Regions from separate parts of the Zea mays genome. Here regions 1 and 3 are each linked to region 2. The links are chromatin contacts, called in public Hi-C maps. All regions are on one chromosome and are shown on one strand. The core of a region is the stretch at or near the end of the contact, and the rest is flanking DNA. Distances in the headings are between cores, read along the strand shown.

What was found. Hi-C and Micro-C count contacts between places; a contact is called where the count stands out from the background.
Region 1: a contact with region 2 is called in a Hi-C map of bundle sheath, with 3 times the contacts expected there. The contact joins the promoter of LOC103627544 here to the promoter of LOC100284491 in region 2. A contact is called at or near these places in 4 of 25 Hi-C or Micro-C datasets (bundle sheath, ear, endosperm and 1 more).
Region 3: a Hi-C map of leaf shows a contact between it and region 2, with 4 times the contacts expected there. The contact joins the promoter of LOC100192554 here to the promoter of LOC100284491 in region 2. A contact is called at or near these places in 6 of 25 Hi-C or Micro-C datasets (bundle sheath, ear, endosperm and 2 more).

Annotation. Positions count from the first base shown.
Region 1 is chr5:203,584,020-203,588,363 of Zm-B73-REFERENCE-NAM-5.0, forward strand. LOC103627544 (ethylene-responsive transcription factor ERF027) reads left to right here and starts at 3,043. Exons shown (of 1, transcript XM_008647830.2): 1 at 3,043-4,344. The coding sequence starts at 3,678.
Region 2 is chr5:203,735,764-203,740,080 of Zm-B73-REFERENCE-NAM-5.0, forward strand. LOC100284491 (dehydration-responsive element-binding protein 1A) reads left to right here and starts at 2,201. Exons shown (of 1, transcript NM_001157386.2): 1 at 2,201-3,258. The coding sequence starts at 2,268. The coding sequence ends at 2,963.
Region 3 is chr5:203,921,154-203,925,436 of Zm-B73-REFERENCE-NAM-5.0, forward strand. LOC100192554 (nucleic acid binding protein) reads left to right here and starts at 1,963. Exons shown (of 9, transcript NM_001137770.1): 1 at 1,963-2,641; 2 at 2,727-2,822; 3 at 2,918-3,007; 4 at 3,233-3,334; 5 at 3,426-3,572. The coding sequence starts at 2,207.

The DNA.
Region 1 (4,344 bases), core at 1,793-4,292, 150 kb before region 2:
TAGTTGGTAATTGGACTCATTTTCTTATTTTTGTGCCTAAGGGCTAGTTAATGTTTCACATTCTTCTCTATGTCACGGAGATCAATTTTAGCACGGTTTCTATGAAAAACATATAAAATAAAAAAATTGAGTTTAAAGTTAATTGAGGTCCAAAATAATTGATGTAGTTGTTAAAATAAATAGTGTAAGCATTATAAACAGCAAACAAAAAGAACAAATGGGAAGAACATGAATTTACGAGTGTGTAAGAAAAAAAAATGCAAACTCTATAGCGAAGATACATAAGAATAATGCATAAGAGTTTTCGATGTGCTCAGCTAGAGAATAGGACATCACTGCTTGTTGACACGAATGAGAAATGTTTGGGGGAAGACCAAATTTATACCAAGAAACATTAGTGCATTGGGTGGGAATATAAAGTTCTGGAGGAGAACCGAAGAATATTTAGTCCCGGTAAATTTGGACGGGAACCCTAAACTTCTAAGTAGGAATAGAAAGCAAATCCTTTTAATATCGGTTCTCTGCTAGAATCGCTATGAAAGGTGTATCTGCTTTTTACGCTAGCTTGATGATGTTCTTGAGTACAGGTTGGTGCGACAATAAGAGTTGAAGTGTAGTACTGGTACTAAAGATATTTCTGCATGCATGTTAGTACCAGTTGATAGATTAACTATGTACTAAAGACTTGATATTAGAATCGGTTAGAGACCTGTACTAATATGCTCGGAATAAACTTGACATTTAAAACCCGTACTAATGATGGAGTCGGTATCGGTTTTAAAAACATAGGAACAAAAGTTGATAAACGAAATCCCTATTCTCCAACTGACGTCCAGGCAGCCAACGGCCCCGAGAGAGCACTACAGGATTTACTGTAAAGTTTTTTGTATTAAAATTGCTTTTACGTCGTGTACGTACATGGGTGATGGAACGGATAAGAAAAAGGTGCGATTTGCAGTTTTACGCACGCACGCAACAGCGGGCACGGGGAGACGTGGACGCTCCGTGGCTGCTCATTTTTAGGCGCCTTGGTATGCCGTATGCGTTGGGTCCCTATACATGTCGTTTCATGCTGAATTTTCTGAGGCCGTATTGGACCCCCTCCGTCGGAACGTCAACCCGGACCCGATCAGTTGCTAAATTATTTCATATGACAAAATCAACCAAGGCCATAATAATATGCTGACGTGGTGTCATGAATCATCCTCAGTCGATCTGCGTTCGCCGTAGATACTATGCTCGATCGCGTGGTCAAAGCTAGAGCGTCCGGACATGATCCCCTAGTGCAACGCTGGTACGTACGTTCGCGTGGATTCCGCGCTGGACCGGAGATTTTACTTGTCATCGTCATCATCACAAGAGAAAAGGGCCGGTGAACGCTCGCCTCGGTCGGTCGCGTGACACCCGCCGATTCAACCGGAGTCTCGGAACCAAGCAAGCCGAAAAAAGGTCGCCGATCCAGGCATGGGGCAGGAGCCGCGGGCCGTGACAAACTGCACCGACCAGAATGCGCCGCATCGGGGTGGTGGATGGCTGACTGACGACCGGCCACTTGCGTACGTTTTCTTGGTACCAAAGGAAGTAGTAATTGATTATCACCACCGCACCACATGAGCAGTACGAGTCTCCATCGTCGAACTATCGGAGCGGAGATCACGTCGTACAGTACGTGTACTCGGATATGCCGTATAACCCGTCAGCAGGTCGGCGCAAAGATACCTGGTGATCGAGCTAACGGATTGGATGACATCCACCTCTTTCACAGTACGTACTATAATTTGAACTAATTGTTGACCAGATTTTGACTCCCGTCTCTTGAAATACGAATTGTTTTATTTCAGGTCGGCAACAAATTCGTTCAATTGAAGAACTTTGGAACAGTTATGTTTTGCGCATCATTTCCTTGGAAGAGGTGACGCTAGAAGGTAAGTTATAATGCAATTCCAAACATCTTTTAAAGCTTAATGTTAGAATACTTGATTGGCTTTTGGTTCATATAGTGTAACGTTAACGTTAGGAAAAAAAGTCCAAATTACTCTCCACACCTACGAACGAATGTTCATATAACACTCTAAAGTACTTTTTTAGTTCAATTTATCGCTCCACATGTTTGAGTTGGTTCAATCTATCCCTTAACAAACTTTATTTTTTTTATTTCTCTATGTATAAATTGAGTTTCCACTTTCTAGTCCAAATTTTATTGGTTAGTAGCTCAGGCCACAACTTAGCCTACAAAAAAAAATTATAATTTTTCATAATTCTTTTGACAGGTTACATATTCTATAATAACTTTAATGGTAGAAAACTAAATATTAAATAATCATAAAAATTCTTAATATAATTTTTAACATAAGTTATGATGTCCTTAATCACCTTAGAAAATATAAATTTTAAATTCAACTTTTACATAGAGAAATTAAAAAAAGACAAATATTATTAGTTAAAACGAAAGGATTGGTAGTTTTTTTTTAACTCTTCGAGGTGCTCTTGACAGAGCTTTTTGAGAGACTTGAGCTTTATAGCTTCTTTGGCTTCTCGAGGATAACCCTATTAAACGCTAACTATATCTTGCCATATACAGCGTTAGAAAGCTCAGTTGGGTAAGGCCTAGTTGCTTTATGCGTATTCGATCTTATATGTTTTCCGCCGTTGGCAAGTCGAGAACCATGCCACCATAGCAGCAGGTTCATGCTTGTGTGTTGTTCCGGTCTAACAGAGAAAGCAGCAGGCAGCAGCAGATGCACATATTTGTCAAAACCTGTGTCTGAAATGAACAGGACGCCGCTATCCCGAAACGCACTAATTAGCATCGAGCATGCACAAAGCTAACCCAGAGCTGCGTCCTTCGTGCGACCACGACAGCAGCCTTCGGGGAAGCGTACAGATGGCCACGGCAGAACAGAAAGCAGGGCCCGGCCGGCCGGTTGCCAGTGCCAGCCATCCGGAACCTTGCAGTTGCAGTCCAGCAGCACCCGTCAGGCCGTGAGCCACAGAACCTGCCCCCCACGTCCGGCACGCGTATCTCGCGTCACCCACACAACACAAGCAAGCGAGGAAGAATTAGCACGAATCGCATGACCGCGCAGGGCTAATTTAATGACAGCCCTCAGCCCAGCCTCGCCCCGCCCGCTAATGACAGCGACGGCGGCATCTCGCTGTCTCCCGGTGACGAAGATAAGACGAAGGGGTCGGGGGAGGCGGAGAGCAGCAGAGCTAAGCGCGGCTACAACTATAAGCTTAGCGGTTTTATCCGGTTTACTAGAGCTTAAGTTAGGTGGGCTTGTGTCTCGTGCGCTTTGCTTCTCAGGCACCAGCTCAGCGCAAGCCAATACACACACATGCATCCCCGCTCGAATACGCGTCTGGCCGCCTCCGCTGTGCTTGTTAGCATGCCGCTTTTCACCATGGCGGCCCGCACGCTTCCTTCCCGCTTCTTTACCAACCCTTATATACCCCCGGCACCCCCTCGCCCATCCCATGACACCTCTTGCCCCGCACGAGCTGCAAACGCGCAACACTCGAATAGCTAGCTGACAGCTGCTGGGGAGGGAGGGAGGGATATACCTGTGCGCGTGCACGCGCCATAGATAGGTAGGTGCACTGACTCCACTGCTGCAGGAGCTGAATTTGGCACATGTCAGCAGGTGCCCAAACAGATGGGCGTGCCCTAACGGTTCATGGCTGAGAAGCAGCCGCCGGCACCCCATTCTCCTTCCCCGGCGGTGCAGGTGCAACCGGCCGGGCCGGCAGCCGGCGGCCACAGCCACCACCAGGCGGCTTCTGCTTCGGCTTCGGGCCCAGCCTCGCCTCATTCCCCTTCTCCGGTGGTGCAGCAGGGCGACGGGACGTCGTCGGCGCGGGCAGCTGCCATCACGGCTCCGCCGATGGCGACGACGACCGCGACGAGCTCGGGGGAGCCGTCGCCGCGGTCGTCCGGGAAGCACGCATTCTACCGAGGCATACGGTGCCGGAGCGGCAAGTGGGTGTCGGAGATCCGGGAGCCCCGCAAGGCGCGGCGCATATGGCTCGGCACGTACCCGATGGCGGAGATGGCCGCGGCCGCCTACGACGTGGCGGCCCGCGCGCTCCGCGGCGCCGACGCCGTGCTCAACTTCCCCGGCGCGATCGCCTCGCGCGCGGCCCCAGCGTCCGCGTCCCCCGAGGACATACGCGCCGCGGCGGCCGCGGCCGCGGCCGCCGCGCAGCTCGAGTACTCGCATCAGGGTCGTACCGCCAATCCTCCTCCTCCTCCTGCTTCTCCTCCTTCTCCTGCTGCTGCTGCTGCACAGGACTGGCATCAACAGCACGACGCGGCGGCGAGCTACACGCCGCAGCAGGAGGCCG
Region 2 (4,317 bases), core at 951-3,450:
TTTGTACAATTATGGAGTCCAGATATACTACATTTTAAAGTGAATTCCTAGAAAAAAAACTACCACTTGTAGTCATGAATCTCTTATACCTGAGATGAATGAACTTGTAATACATGCTGATACTAAAACCCATGTGGAAAATCTAGAGGAGGGTAATACTATATAATCACTCAAAAGAGAGTAAGACATGAATGATTGTAAAGTCTTGGTGAAGACTATATTATATTCCTTGTGGTTGATAACCCCAAAACTATAGAGTATAGAAAAGGCATATTCATCTCTTAATGATGACTTATGGAAGGAAGATGTTCAGAGTGAGATGGAGTCAATTATGGCTAATGGAACTTGGAAGATAGTTAATTGACCTTTTGGGTGCAAGCTTGTGAGAAATAAATGTGTGTTCATGAAAAAGCTCAGTCCTGATGGTAATACTGAGAAATATAAGGTGAGGCTTATAGCCAAGGGAAAGAAGGCAAAGATTACTTTGATATTTATTCACCAGTTGTTCATCTAACGACTAGGGATGGCAATTTAACCCGTAAATCCGAAATCCGATGGGTACCTGACCCGACGGGTGCGGGTATGAGTGAAGATTTTAACCCGCGGGCAGCCGACCCGAAGTTTCGCGGGTGCGTGTCTCTATTTCAACCCCCGGGTGACCCACAACCGACCCAAAATTTGGTGTGTTCGTTATTTTGTGCAATAATGATTAAGATACAATATTAATTATTTGTCAACAAGTGACTTGGTCAATGATTCAAGAAGTGTTTTGTTGCTGCTCAAGATGAGAAGACTTAAAATACATAGATATGACTCAATTATTCGTGGTATTTGATTGCTTATAGCTGAATTATTGCTTAAAAATGTACGATGAGTAAAACTCGATGGTGTCCCAAAACCCACCCGAAACCTGATGGGTTTGGGTGCGGGTTTAGAATTGCACCCGCGGGCGGGTTTAGATTAAACTGGTTTTTAGGAGTTATTTTTTGGGAGCTCTTGGATATATGCTTATGGATAAGCATGGAAAAACATATGATATGACGACCGTGAGACAGTAAGTCCTTTGTTGCAGCATCAACCATCATTCCTGAAGTACTCACAAGTTTTGCAGCCATCATTCAACGAGAGACCACAATTCATGCTAGTCCGGTCCATAATTGACTCTAAAATAATTTAACAGAACATATCTGAGATCTATATCATTCCAATTAGATTTTATTTTATGAATTGTATAGTTTTACTTGTTTTTACGTGATGTAATTTTATTTTTTATGAATTACGAAATTTTATTTACTTAATTAAGTACTCGGATGAAGTTTTATGTCAACTAAACGACGTGTTCCATGCAATTAAAAGTTCGTAAAAGAAAAAAATGATGTGGCGTTCAGGTAACTGTAGCTTGAGGGTAAAGGCTGTGTACTAGAGCACGATATTAGATTAGGACTATGAAGCTTGATAACAGTGATTGATAAATGATATCTAATATAACGGTCGATAAAGGCTAAATAAAAGGTTAACAATAATCAATAGCAACATTGATAGTATAGTCGAAGTTGACGTGACGGTCGCTAAAGATATCAGCAGAAGCAATAGAATCAGAGTAGGAGTGGATTGATTTCTGCAGCAGCAAGCACGGCGGCGACGCTCTCGTAGCACGGCAGGCGCGCAAATTGCGGGCGTACACTGCCAAGCCAGCGGTCGCCATTTATCCATCAGGCCGTCGAACGAACGAAGAGCGCCCCGAGACCAAGTCCAATATAACTGCCACCTGACCGTGGAGTGGGATCCTCTGCGTGGCTCCATCCGATCACTTGCACTGGTCCAGCGCGTACGGCGTACAGAGAATCCCACGCTAGCTATCCGTCTCGCACGAGTGCGCATCAGACTACCAGAGTTTCGCTCTCTCAAAGGCGTCACGCCTTTTCGTTTTCGACACACGTCGCCGTCAGTGAAAGAACCGTACCACCCAACAGCAGCGAGGGAGGCCAGCCGGCTGCGCGTTCCGCGAGCTCCAGCTGGTTCCGATCCTTCGAGCGCGAAGAGACCTCTCGATCTCCAGAGTCCAGAGTCCATCAGTCGCACAACCTGGCTGGCACCTCCCGAGCCGCACCGCGTAGGAATAGTGCACGCGGCCACGTCCCTCTCCACGCGCTAACCTATATAGCCCGCCACCTTTCCCTCCAAATTCAAATCAAATGCTCCGACTCGTTCCTCCCCCTGCTCGCCACGCCCACGGCCACTACCACTCACACACACAGGCAGCAGCCATGGACGCCGCCGGCTCCTTCAGCGACTACTCCTCTGGAACCCCGTCCCCTGTCGCCGGCGGCGGCGGCGGCGACGACTTCGGCTCCTCCTCCTACATGACAGTGTCATCGGCGCCGCCCAAGCGCCGAGCCGGGCGGACCAAGTTCAAGGAGACGCGGCACCCCGTGTACAAGGGCGTGCGGCGGAGGAACCCCGGGAGGTGGGTCTGCGAGGTGCGGGAGCCGCACGGCAAGCAGCGGATATGGCTCGGGACCTTCGAGACCGCCGAGATGGCGGCGCGCGCGCACGACGTCGCCGCGCTCGCGCTGCGCGGCCGCGCCGCCTGCCTCAACTTCGCCGACTCGCCGCGGCTCCTCAGGGTGCCCCCGACGGGCTCCGGGCACGACGAGATACGCCGCGCGGCCGCCGTGGCGGCGGACCAGTTCCGCCCGGCGCCCGATCAGGGCAATGTGGCCGCCGAGGAGGAGGCGGCCGATACACCACCACCGGATGCCTTGCCCAGCGTGACGATGCAGAGCGTCGACGACGACCCGTACTGCATTATCGACGACAGGCTCGACTTCGGGATGCAGGGGTACCTCGACATGGCGCAAGGGATGCTCATTGATCCGCCACCGATGGCCGGTTCCTCCACCAGTGGCGGCGGCGGCGACGACGATGACGACGACGGTGAGGTCAAGCTCTGGAGCTACTGATGGCCGATCGCACGTGTGTCTGAAGGAAGACAGGTTGCATTGGGCAAATAACTTCCCTGTACAGCCTTGGGAAGAACCGGTACCGGTGAAATGTACTGGCCGTGGCCCTTTCCCTTCGGTTCGTCTATGCTATGTAATGTTATGTATCCTGCTCTTCTGATGATTAAGGGTATTCAGGAGAAGCAGAAGACTGGGTTTACTCGGTTTGATCGTTTAATTTAATTTGGAGCTAGAGATGTACCTGCATGCATATATAATGCATGCACGGTAACTGTGATATAATATTCAGAGTGCCATCAACACCTGTAACGAGCCATAAAAAGCATGGTGTATGCATTTAGGAACGACCGTGGGCATGATGGTATACTATTGATGTTGCATTGAGAATTTGGCTCTTGTCGCAGGAATCAGAAACTAGAATCCTTCTAAAAAAAACTGGTACCCACACGCACCTGATCGGCTGATCATGAACTCCAATACTCTAAGTTCATGTGCTTCAAATCCTTGCTGTACTGTAATGCTACACGGTAAATCATAACGTGGTCGCTGTATTTTGATATGTATACTTGGAGTTATTTTTTATATCACCTAAAGCTATATCTCGTGTTTTCTTAAGAAATAAAATAAGGGGTATGCATGAGGTAACTGTTCGCTTAAATAATATTCTCTCTATCCCAAAATATAATTTGTTCTAAACTATTCATATATATATTTATTAAGTAACATATGAATATAGTTCACGTGTATGTCTATATTCATTATCATTTGAATGAACATGGATGGAAAAAAAAGTAAGCTAAAAAAACTATATTTAGAACGGATGGAATACTGTATATTGGGTAGACAATATGACATCTCAAATATAAGAGGATGAGAGGATAGTTTAAGATACCACTAAGGCTCTGTTCGGTTTGTAGGGATTGGAGCCCCGGATTGATTCATAGCCGGATTACTTCTCTAATTTATATAGATTTTGATGAGCTGGAACGAATCCTGGTTGATTCTCGTAGAAGCGAACGGGCCCTAAATATAGGCCAGGATGAATTGTAGACGTTTTGACTCTTGGACACAAAGTTTTTGCTATATGTCTAGACATATATCATGTATGTAAGTGAATAACAAAATGCATTTTCTTGGCAAACTTCATATATATTTTTTTCTGCGGTCTATCAAATGATTGGTCATTCAAAAATTTCTGTCTTTTCAATCCTCTATTTTTTTACAACTGTATTAATACAGAATTTTTTTATTTTTTCTGTTCATATGTCTTTGCATTATTCTAAAGAGGCTCCACCGGTCTTTTTTTAACGAATAGAACATTCTGTCTCGCATTAGCGCGAGCTCGTGGTTTGCG
Region 3 (4,283 bases), core at 713-3,212, 190 kb after region 2:
GTACTTATATCTCGCCAGTGTTCTTACTTTTTAATTTTTATCTCTACTCTAGTTTGTTTTGGCATCAATCACCAAAAAGGGGGAGATTGTAAGTGCAATCAACCCTAATTGAGGGTTTTGGTGATTAAATGACAAAACAAACATAGATTCTAACAAGTTTGCTCCTAGCATGTACACAGTTATTCTACAGACAGGAGAAGCATGGATCTTATGAGTATGCAAATGTAAAGCACATCGGATTTAAATTCTACATCATATGGCGTGCTCCAAGTGCTTGGAAACAACGATAGTATCTATTTTATAATTCTTGAGTTATAGAAATCGTCGTTCGATTCGCAATAAGTTAAGTGAGTTATGCAATGAGCTCAATTCAAATTCCTTCAAAATCTACTAAGAGAACACTTTTCTAGATTATGAATGCCCTTTGAAAAACCATTCTTACTCCCCACAAAAGTTCCACCTTGGTTCACTTCAGATTTGTCAAAACTTGCTCTTCAATTTCAAAAACCGGTTCAACCGGACCTGAAACCGGTTCAACCGGTTTCTGGACTGTCTCTCCTGCCACTTCTGTCCTGCCAGTCTGACAGTCAAAAGCTGTCAGAAAAGTCGTGTGCGGATATTTTTTGAAAACTGGTTCAACCGGATTTGAGCCCGGCTCAACCGATTTTGAGTCCGGTCGAGTCTCCGCCTGAGTAGGTCAGTGAACTGAGAACCCCCTGGTGGAAACCGGTTCAACCGGTTTTTGGTCTTTTTCTCCCAACGGCTGCCAGCTTTTGGGGGATCCTTTAAATACCCCCACACTCTCTCTCTTCATTCACTTCTGCCCTTCCACGAATTCTTGGCTGACCAACCTCAAAACAAAGGCATTCATTTCACCTCTCACACCCGAAATCACATCCCCTTCAATCGTTTGAAGGATCCTTGGCGTGAGGTGAAGTCGATCTAACACACTGTTGATTTCATCTTGATTCTCCTATTCTCTTCACTCTCGAGCTCATTGCAAACTTAACCTTGTGCGGATTTGTTACTCTTGGAACCTTGTGTTCCTTGACGGTTAGAGGTTGCTTGGGAGTCTCCAAATTTGTGGACGACCCCAAGAAGTTTGTATCACCCGCTCTTTGAGCAAATTTGAGAAGAGATTGCCTTGACCTTGGTGGTCGGCTTGTGGAGGATTAGGGTTGGAAAAGACCCGGCCCTTTGTGGGCTCCTCAACGAGGAGTAGGACACCTTTGTGGTGGTTGCCGAACCTCGGGTTAAATCGTGTGTTCTTGTGTGTTCTTGATAAGCACTTTAATTGGTTGGTTAGTTCATATTCGGTTATATTGTGTGCAAATTGTGTGAAAACAATTCACACCGATTTGTCATCTATTTGAGTGGATTTTCTATAGGGCAAGACTTTAGCATAATCTCTAACTACTTCGTCACATTTGTTTAACTGTTTATCTAATCTAAGCTGAGCAGGTTCAAACTTGTTCAGTTGTAAACAAAATCAACTGAACCGGTTTGCACCAGTGCAACTTGAATTTGACACTATTTCGAAGTTTTTAGTGGAAAATTTCAGGTGTAGCCTATTCACCCCCTCTAGGCTACTTTCACTTGGTGATGCGCTAAATTTTAGAGGACGCTATAGAGGACGTTCTTGTACCCGTAGGGGACGTAAAGGTACTCTAGGGGGTGTTTGGTTTAAGGAATCACTATATCCAAATTGAGGTGGTGCATCATGGGTTCATTCCTCAAATTTGGTGGGATAACTTTATTCATCATATTAGTACTAACTAATTAATTATGAGGAATGAGGTGGTGAGAGATCAACTCATTCTATTCCATAAACCAAACAAAAATAGTGAAGACTGAGAAGATGATGGAATAGCTCAATCGTGAAATAGACGCTTTAGTTAGTGCGTGCTGGGGAGACAGCCTAAACGCAACCAGTAGCCGGAGTCCGAAGTCGGGCCCTCCCTTCTGCCCGCGACCGCGTTAGCTAAACCCGACCCAGCAACCAGGCCACCGCTCCTTTCCTCTCCGATCCGGATCTCCCCACCCGCTCCGGCGAGCCATCGCCGCGTCGCCTCCACGCGACCGACTACTTCTCATATCAATCTATCTATCCGGCTTACCCGCCGCCGCACGCACCAAGGTTGCGTTCACCATATTACCTGTTTGCTTATCTTCTCCCGAGCCCAGCAAACCCTAGCCGCCGCCACCCATGGACATAGAGGCCGACGGACGATTCGGCAACAAACGAGTGCACAATCGCCTAGGCCCGGGCTCCGGCGGCGCTCCACCATCTACCAACGGAAAGGTCTGCAACTACTGGCGTGCCGGTCGGTGCAACCGCTTTCCGTGCCCCTTCCTCCACAGCGAGCTCCCCGAGGCTGCGCCGCCCAAGCGCCCCACTGGACCCGGGGGGAACGTATGGCGCAACCCCAACACCGGAGGACGAGGAGGTGGCCATCACAATAGATGGGGGAAGGGCCCAGGAGGGGGCAGCGGGATTGCGAGCCACAAGCCGCCTGAGAGGCCCTGCAAGTACTTTCTCGCCGGTACCGAATGTAGCTATGGCGAGAGGTGCCGCTATCCGCACAGCTACTGCATAAGCGATAGTATCGCGATGCTTACCTTGCTCAAGGGACACGAGCAGGTAAAGTTTAATCTCTGCCAATTTGCCTGTCTGGCAAAAAAACATGGAAGTTTTTTTCTAACCGAGCTGCATTGGTTGCCTTCAGGGTGTCACGGGCATTGCACTGCCCGCTGGGTCAGACAAGCTTTATTCCGGGAGTAAGGATGGAACTGTTCGCATGTGGGATTGCCAAACTGGGCAGGTAGCTGAGATGCCATTAGATCCAATCTTTTGAGACTTTTGTTATGTTCCTTGTGACAAAAATTCAGTACATCTTTGCTGTTGGTGGTCTGTTAGTGTGCTGGTGTCATCACCATGGGTCGTGAGGTTGGGTGTATGATCATTGAAGGTCCGTGGTTATTTGTTGGAATACCTGATGCAGTGAAGGTACGTAATACTTCAAAATTGTGCATTTCTCATTGTTTCAGATTTCAGAAGTTGAGGCAACTTAGCACTAGCTCATCAATGTTATAGGCTCAAGGCACGTCTCTCCTGCCTATCATCTGATTGGACATTAGGCATCGCCGCTGCTCCCTTAGCTCTTTTTAAATTCTGATGAAGTTTATCACCATTGGTGTTCTGCATGCATGAATATATAGTCTTTTACTTCAGGTTTGGAATATGCAAACAGCAGCGGAAATGAGCCTTACTGGACCAACTGGGCAAGTCTATGCACTCGCCGTTGCCAGTGAGTTACTCTTTGCTGCAACACAAGTAAGCTTCCCCCTATTTTGGGTTTATCTTTGTTTTGTTGTGAAACTTCAAATTCTTCATTGTTTCAATTCTATTTTGTTGCTTGGTGCAGGCTGGGAGGATTTTAGCATGGAGATTTAGTGCCGCAACTAACTGTTTTGAGCCAGCTGCTTCTCTAGATGGCCATAAGCTTGCTGTTGTTTCATTGATAGTAGGAGGCATGAGGCTTTATTCTGCTTCAATGGATAAAACTATCAGAGTATGCAAAGCTTGTTCACCCACACTCATGCTCAGTCTTAAGATAGATTCAATATATGAAGAAGTATATGCTGTGTCATGAGATTTTAAGTTCTTGTTGATGTTTGACTCCCTTGCTTTATGCCCGCCTTCACTTAAAACCATACTGTTTTTTTAATCATTTCTGTTACCTGTGCTTTTATAGTGCACTGCATGCTCAATTAATTCCACGCGCTCCATAGTTTTCTAAGTGGATGTTGCTATTTGAATTCTATTTAACAATCATGTATGATCATCTCTTGAATGTATGCTTAGTATTTCAATCAACATAAATTCATGAAACTATTGAAACTTAATGCTGGTGCAAATCTGGTCCTGAGTAGGCACCCTTGTAGTCTCGTTATGTAGGTGGTACATGCATGCATTATATAGTATTTTCTCTGCAGTGACAATCCCTTGATTCTCATATAATAGCCAGCATGCATGGACGTTTTGTGTTGATATTTCCAATTGGCTGCAGAACAGTTGGAGCTAGTGTGTGAAAGAAAAGAAGTGCACTATAGTACTGTATGATTTGATTTCCAAAGGATACCTATCAATGCTGGAACTGTGTACTAGTGCTTAGAAGATATGTGCATGACGGTGCATCTGAAAGTTGAATTTATTCACAGTGCAGTGAATGCTCGTCACTCCAGTGTTTTGGTGTCTTCGCTCCTTTGGAGATGTGTTGTAA